2 separate regions of the Hordeum vulgare genome follow, and region 1 is linked to region 2. Evidence: chromatin contacts called from public Hi-C data. All regions are on one chromosome and are shown on one strand. Each heading gives the region's core, a stretch centred on a gene start, on an enhancer-like site or on the middle of the called end of the contact. The rest is flanking DNA. Distances are from core to core; before and after follow the strand shown. Region 1 holds the start of LOC123444620. Region 2 holds the start of LOC123444616.

What was found. A called contact is a pair of places that touch in the nucleus more often than the background predicts.
Region 1: a Hi-C map of seedling shows a contact between it and region 2, with 2.2 times the contacts expected there. The contact joins the promoter of LOC123444620 here to the promoter of LOC123444616 in region 2. A contact is called at or near these places in 1 of 6 Hi-C or Micro-C datasets (seedling) and 1 of 1 datasets of contacts at active chromatin or transcription factors (embryo).

What each region holds. Positions count from the first base shown.
Region 1 is chr3H:517,240,402-517,244,320 of MorexV3_pseudomolecules_assembly, reverse strand. It overlaps LOC123444620, which reads left to right and starts at 1,284. Exons shown (of 1, transcript XM_045121400.1): 1 at 1,284-2,722. The coding sequence starts at 1,523. The coding sequence ends at 2,506.
Region 2 is chr3H:516,999,829-517,003,835 of MorexV3_pseudomolecules_assembly, reverse strand. LOC123444616 reads right to left here and starts at 2,051. Exons shown (of 4, transcript XM_045121397.1): 1 at 1,287-2,051; 2 at 1,104-1,187; 3 at 867-1,002. The coding sequence starts at 1,960.

The DNA.
Region 1 (3,919 bases), core at 35-2,534, 240 kb before region 2:
AGGGCGGAAAGCAGACATCATGGGTGGTGATGAGTGTCGGGATGTCCTCATGGTGATCGAAATGGCGAGTGCGACATCATCTATCGATGGCATGACATTGAATGTCATTTACTCCAAGAACTAAGGGATAGAGGGCGGTCTATACTTAGGGTCTATTCAACATTTTCCAACACCTCCAGCTCTCTAAATTCAGCTTCCCGACATAATCCTGATTCACCTGGCGAATCCCGTTCGTTCGACATCGAGCACAACTTCTTCCAACGCCGCCATCGGTTGGCAGCCCAATTGGGAGACCATTGGCCTACTTGAACCATCCCAATTCAGTATGTTGTTCCTGGCTCGAGCGATGGGGCTCATGCGCCAATGTCGTCGTCGCATTGGGTGGGCCTCTATTTCCGGTGAGCTCGCTCCTCCTGGCTGGCAGTGAGGGAGTTGCACTGAAGGAACGATATCCAACAAGGAAGAAGCTAGGATGGCTCGATCTGCGGACTGAGAGACTCGCGGGTCGGCGACCGGGGGGTAGCCAGGCGTGGCAGTGAGGGCCGACCACGCTGAACCGGGATATGATTATGAGAGGGTGAACTATTGAGGGAGATGGAACTCATGAAAGTATAGCGATTTGGGAGAGATGTCAAGGGATGTGTTCCCCCCTTTTAGGGTAGGAATAGGGGGACACTCACTCGCGGAGCTCAGACGTTCGGGCCGGCTTCGCACTAAAGCTTGTGAAAAGGTCCTTTCTTTAAATATAGGCCTTAGGCTCTTCACTACGTGCTCGGTGCCACATTTCTGAAAAAGCAGCCATGCATACACAGTTTTGACATCGATTCTTTTTAGCTAAGGCCACACAACATGAAAGATTTGGCATTGACTTTAGATAGGGCCCACATATATATAAACTAGTAATATACCAATCCAAATTACCCAACAACCAACATCTCGGAGCTGCTTCGCATGCCAATTTATTTGCTCAATGAATTTGGCATTGGAACGAGTAGATGCATCGATGTCCAAAACTTTTTATTTGGCACTGGCTTGGCAACGTAGGGCACCTCGGTGCTAAATGTCTAAAAAAAAATTACGATTGATTTTGGCCTATTTAGAGCAATATTTCCCCTTAATTTATTTCGCCATTTTCCCCCAGGTAAGGGTCATAGAAAAATCGCTAGAGCGCCCCCTCGTGGCTCCCGTTTGGCGGATACTTGGCGTCGAAGTCACACGCGGTCCGTCGCGCAGCGCGGGCGATTTACCACATGAGCCCCCGCCCCAGCCATGCCGCCCCCCGTGCGCCTCGCGGTCGCGGATCCTCATCCATCCAGCACCGCCTGCCCTCGTCGCCTGGCGGTGGCGCCACGCGCACACCCAAGACCACTCTCGACACGGCGCCCATCCCTTCCCTCGATTCGACTGAGCCCCACGCCCCCCACCGACCGCGCCATCCTCACCACACCCAACCACGCCGCGCCGCAGCTCCGGCGAGTCCAAATCAAATCGATCGCCGGATCCCCCCTCCCTCCCCACCACCATGGAGCTGGCGACGCGCGATCTCGCGGCGCTGGGCGCGGGGGACCTGGTGCGGGCCTCCGCCGCGATCCCGCGCGCCGCGCCGCGCACCTTCGCGCTGCTCACGGCCTGCCTCGTCTTCCCGCTCTCCTTCGCCGTGCTCGCGCACTCCCTCTTCACCCACCCCATCCTCCGCCGCATCCGGACCTCCGACTACACCGCCACCTCCGCCCAGTGGGTCGCCCTCTTCGCCTACCAGTTCCTCTACCTCATCTTCCTCTTCACCTTCTCGCTCCTCTCCACCGCCGCCGCCGTCTTCACCGTCGCCTCCCTCTACGCCGCCAAGCCGGCCTCCATCTCCTCATCCCTCTCCGCGCTGCCGCCCATCCTGCCCCGCCTCCTCCGCACCTTCCTCTGGGTCTCGCTCCTCATGCTCGCCTACCACGTCGGCTTCGTCCTCACCGTCGTCCTCCTCATCGTCCTCATCGGCCCGCCCGTCACCGCCTCCACCCCGCCTCCGCTCTCCTTGCTCCTCGCCCTCCTCGCCGTCGCATTCCTCTTCCTCGCCATCCACGTCTACATCTCCGCGCTCTGGCACCTCGCCAGCGTCATCTCCGTGCTCGAGCCGGTATGCGGCCTCGCCGCCATGTCCAAGAGCAGGCAGCTCCTTCAGGGCCGCACCCGCACGGCCTCCGTCCTCGTTTTCTCCTACTTCGCCGTCTGCGGCCTCATCACGGCGCTCTTCCGTTCAGCTGTCGTCAAGGGGCAAGGCGAGGAGGGGAGCCTCGACATGAGCTTGGCCGGGAGAATACTTATCGGCGCTCTGCTGGTCTCTGTCCTCGTCTGCGTCAATCTGCTGGGACTGCTCGTCCAGAGCGTCTTCTACTACGCCTGCAAGGCCTACCACAACCAGCAGATCGACAGGACCGCGCTCTACGAGCACCTCGGGGGCTACCTTGGCGAGTACGTGCCGCTCAAGAGCAATATCCAGATGGAGAACCTGTGAGACTCGTAAGCTGCTCACTTGCCTGCTCCTTACTACTAGCTGTGCTGTTGGATCCTGCTCTAAACAAGAGCATGGCGTTGCTAGGATTTGTTTAGTTTTCTTGTTTCTAGTTTGTTGTGCTTGTCTGTTGTAATCTGTGATTAATAATGCGCTGTATGGACTGATCTGTGGTATCAAACAGAGATGCATAAAGAAAGTTCTCATTCTGCTGCAAAATCCTCTTCTTCTTTACTGTGTTAGTACTACTTGCTTCGTATCATTCTTGGCTCATGGCTTGTGATTTAGCGATAACAGTGGAGGTTAGCATTGCGAGATCGATTTACTATTCTCTTTACCAGTTTAAGGAGTCCATGATTGTTGATGCTCTTATTCTTTCCCTGTCGTGACACTTAGAAAAGCAATCGTGTAGAATTGATGATGACTGTGGTGCCACTTAGAAAAGCAATCATGCAGATGCAATTTTGATTTCTTAAGCATGGTTGGAGTGGAGATGACCAGTTTTTTGTGGGAGTTAGGGAGATGAACTTTACAGGACTGGTCCTTTTATGCACTTCTATAATTTAGGCAGAGAACTATCTAATAAATGTGCACTATTAGCTTTGTTGTTAGAGAAAGAGATGGGTAAAATTTGAGGAAGGGTGCACACTAAACCAGTACTGATGCATTCCTTTCAGCTTCTATACTCGTTGCGTTGGAATATGTTTCTGAAGTAGCTGTGGAAGTCATTATGTTCCTGTTTTGTCAAAACATTGTGCTATTTATCATAGGGAAAACTTCATTTTTGCCACTGTAGTTTTTGCCCACTTTGCTTATGCCACTCTAGAATTTGACATCTCACTTTTGCCACTCTTAGCTTTGGACAATACATCATAAATGCCATTCCATGGCAAAAGCTGGAGTGGCATAAGCAAAGTGGGCAAAAACTGGAGTATTCTTGTAGCAAGTTGCTACCATTAGAAGTCATGATTGTTTTTTTTTTTATCACCGTGCTAGGAAGCAAAGCTTGCCGAAATGAATGCGCGCTCTCTTGTATCGCGCTAGTAAAATATGCCATGTTTCCAGTTTGTTGCTTACTTGATTGAATTAAATCAATTTTAAGGTTAGATATATGTCATTTCAAGGATTGCTTTGATGTATTAAAACTTTTGAAGAAATTTCAGTTTGATGCCTTACCTTAGGTTGCAGAAATTTACTTGGTTGCATGGTATTCAAAATTTGTACTCCCTCCGTTTATAAATATAAGCCTATTTAGAGATTTCAATATGAACTACATACGGATGTATATAGACATATTTTAGAGTGTAGATTCACTCATTTTGCTCCGCATGTAGTCCATATTGGAATCTCTAAAGGGCTTATATTTTGGAACGGAGGGAGTATGTGTCATATGCTTTCTTGTCATTTTCATTGCAC
Region 2 (4,007 bases), core at 802-3,301:
TAGAATGTTGTAGTTATATACAACTGATATACTACACAGGTTAAAGTACTCATCAGTGGTCGGTGTGCTTCTGACAAAAATAGGAGACGTCATCTACCTACATGCGTGCTTAATTAGTGAAGGCCGTGGTTGATTGGTGGTTAGGCGCCTAACATAATTCTGAGCGGTTACGTCGTGTGGAAGACTACACTTTTCAGCACCACGCAGGCAGGAGAATATTTTGTGGACTGTTGCATGAGCGTCTTTTCCAGCTATCAAATCAAATGGTGTATCCTTCTTTTTGGTTGCATCGAGCTTTATGACGCACTTGCTTTGCTCCTGCAAAGTATAGTGTCTTCCTGCTTCTTCTTTTTTTTTTGAGTAATAGTGTCTTGCTGCTGCTGATACACGAGCTGTCCACCACTAGAGCGTAAGCTGTCAGGGATTCTGTTCAGCTTCTCTTTCACTTAAACCCATCTTCATTTCATTGCCCTTCTTTTCGTGTTGATGAGGTTTTCGTTGGTAGTTACTTATAGGACGGTGATACTGTCTTGTCAACTCTACTATCAACCGGGAGCACTAACTCACAACAAGAAAATCTAAGATAGTATGACAAATATGTAAACTGACCATAGGTGCTGTTAGCTACGTAGGAGTTTTTTTTTGTCCACTGCATGGTAGTAAATATGTATTTTTAAATGGTTTTGCTAGATCATATTTAGGTGTCACATAAGTATTACACATCTAGTCTCATGTCATTGATTTTATGTAAAAATTCGTGTAACTAATTATTTATGTTTGATTCAGTTATTTAGATGTGCAGTAACTATGTCAGGGATTCAGTGAGAGGTTTAATAAGAATTGCAGATGATATATGTTGAGGGTACCTCGAGAATGCGGCAGGCGTTGTTGACGGCGCCTCTGATGGTGCCCAAATCCAGCCCATACCCGGCGCTCAACGACGCCATCTGCTTCTCGGTGTACTTGGCGACCGCGTCCACGTCGAAACCGGAGAATGCCTCCCTATTTTGTGACCAAGGCAGTACGAAATCAGCACAAACGTCGCGGCGAATGCACTGCAACTGCAAAGCGCGGCATGGGCTGGCGATCGCTCTGTTCCGAACCTGTAGATGTGCCTCCTCCTGAGGATCGAAGCCCAGTCGGCCCCGACCTGCACGCCGGACAGCGTCAGCATCTCGAACAGCAACCTGTCCATCACCAGTCCGGTTCCACGGGGAAGAAAACGTCAGAAACCATCGCCACCAAGATCGGTCGGCTGTCGTTGGGCGGAAATGGCGGCTACTCACTCGTCCTCGTGCACGGGCAGTCCCCACTCCTCGTCGTGGTAGACGACATACACGGGGTCCGAGTAGGCCGTGATGAAGCTGCACCGCTTCTCCTCCATTGCGGCGGTGGCGGTGGCGGTGGCGGTGGCGGTGGCGGTGGCGGTGGCCCCGACCTTGCCCTCGACGCGGGAGAAGGACGCGGTGCGGCCGTAGTGCGCGATCCGCATCTTGCGCTGCGCCTGCGCCTGCGTGACGTGCTCCCGCTGCGCCGCCGCGATGCTCCCGGCGGGGCCGGCGAGCTCGAACGCCTCCAGCGCCGCGAACGTCACCACCGGCAGCACGGCGCCGCTCTTCTTGGCCGCCTGCTTCCGGTTCTTTTCCGCGCCCATGGCCGCCGCCGCCCTGGCGCCCGCCAACTTGGCTCCCGCTGCCTTCGCCGGGGTCGGCGGCAGGAGGCAAGGCGTCGCGGCCGCCGCGCGGGCCAAGTCGCTGGCGCCGGTGCTCTTGGGCGCTGCCGTGCAGGTGGCGGCGGCGGCGGCATTGTCATACGAAGCAGGCATCGAGAGCGACTTCTGGAGGGACTTCTTGAGCGGCTTGGCACCTTCCGGCGCCGCGACGCGGTTGCCGGCCGGCTGCAGGACCGGGCGGCCGTCGATCTGAGCGACGCCGGACGACTTGACGTTGGAGTTACACATTTTGCCTGGGAGGCTGTCTGGGTTAGAGGCGTGGTTGAGGGCGCTTTGAGCTGTAGCTGTGAGATATGAGGACTGCGGTGGATTGTGCTGCGGCGAGCGAGGTGGTATATATAAGCGGGGAGCTGGGCGCGGATGACGAAAGGTAGACGAAGGTGGTGGGGGCGGAGAGGATGTGAGGTGGCGAGCGAAGGGTGGGGACAGGTCACAGGTGAGGGAAGCTCCTGCAGTGACGGTTGGCTTGCTCTTGATATTCTTTTTCACAGTGGATCCAACGGCTTGTACGGTGGTAAGACTTCCTTAACATATGTTATAACATAGATGTCAGCTAATTAAAAAAACTGATGTAACGATTAATTAATAAAAAACAAATTAAGTAACATAATAATTATTCGGATTATAAGTAACATCACATATATCAAAACAAGATGAGTCTACAAGCTAATATATAAAAGGCTTATTGTTATCATCTCTATGTTATTATTCATTGTCAAGCTATTAAATTAGACTAGTAACATGCTTCGCATAGTGGATAGTCTAAGAGGCGTCGGTAAGGATCGGTTGAGATTGGTCAATTGGGTTGCTCAACTTGTCTTCCGGCTTATTGCAATTTTTCTGAGAATAGTTCATAGACTGCACATAACCTACTTTAGTCGTGCTTGCAGGTTTCAACGAACTCTGTTCATAATGCTTGGCAAGAGCACACCGGAAATATTGAGCCTCCCCATATCTTTTTCCATACAATGAAGAAGACGAGCTTTGTGACTATCCAAGTGGGAGATGCCTTTTTCGAGAAGGAAATGCAAAAAAAAAAAAAAAACAAAACAAAAAAAAAACCCATAATAGCGGTGTCATAATAAAAAATTATCACTTTATATTTTGTCGTAAAAATCATCGTACCGAATTCACCCGTCTCCTGGGTGAATCCCCATGACATTGAGGCGAGTCAACACGCCTACGGGGGTGATCTTCTCGTCTGCATGGCTGGTCATCCCTTTGTTGGGTAATTCATCCCGACTGCGAGGCGAGTCAACATGGCGTCTGAGGATAATCATCTTGATGACATGGGGAATCATCTCATCGATAAGGCGTAGTCATCTGTCTACGTGACGAGTGATCGTTGCGATCACGCAGAGCATCTCTGTCTTCGCGGTGAGACGTCGTGAGAGTGTGTGTGTGTGGGGGGTGGGGGGGGTCCACTCGACGCTACGGAGAAAGGTCATCATGCCACCAAGGAGGGGCCTTCCGACGACGTGGCGACGCCTCACGCCCATCTCCTGCTCGATAGTCAGCCATGCGACGGACCGACTATCGAGGATGCAAAGAGTCTACTATTGACACGGTTTTCGATTCCCTCGCATACTCGGCTACGAGAAGCTAGTCGAGTGCGAGACTGGAATTCAGCTCGTTGTGCGACTCGAGCCTTCAAGAAATTTTACACTTGTCGGATGTCATCAGCGACTACCCCGCCTCCCGGTTGTTGGATTGCATCCGCCAGTTTGGTCGCAACCTAGACATCTTCTATCGAGGGTGTGAAGGACTCACATGTCATTTGTCCCTTGACTTGAAAGTTGTTGTTGATGTCACTCCCTCATCGAATGACTGATCGGGCCAACTGGTGATGTTGTCGACTTTTATCTGCTAGCGCTTGCTCTCACACGATGAGGTTGTGCTTGGCTTATGCAAGATGAGCGTGCTCAGCAACGGCATTGCCGAATGCAACAGACGAATCAACATGTGCTTCCCGTCGAAGGTTAGTCTCGGGTTGGTGGTGCGTGGGCCATGAAAACTTTTACCATTGAGCCCTGAGTCCCGCAACTATCTTCCTCCTTGAATTCGGACTCCAGCGGAGGTATCAATGATCCAGAGTCCATCATTCCAACGAGCTGCCTTTAGGCATCATGAGACTGTGGATGAGGCTTGCCGAGCGCTTCCAGCAGTGCCATGGCGCCAAGCCAGCCCGCTGGTGTGAAACCAGGAGTTGAGGACTCAAACCGCCTAAGCTGTCGGCCTCGGAATGGATGCTCCCGCGTACGGGTAGGTAATCACT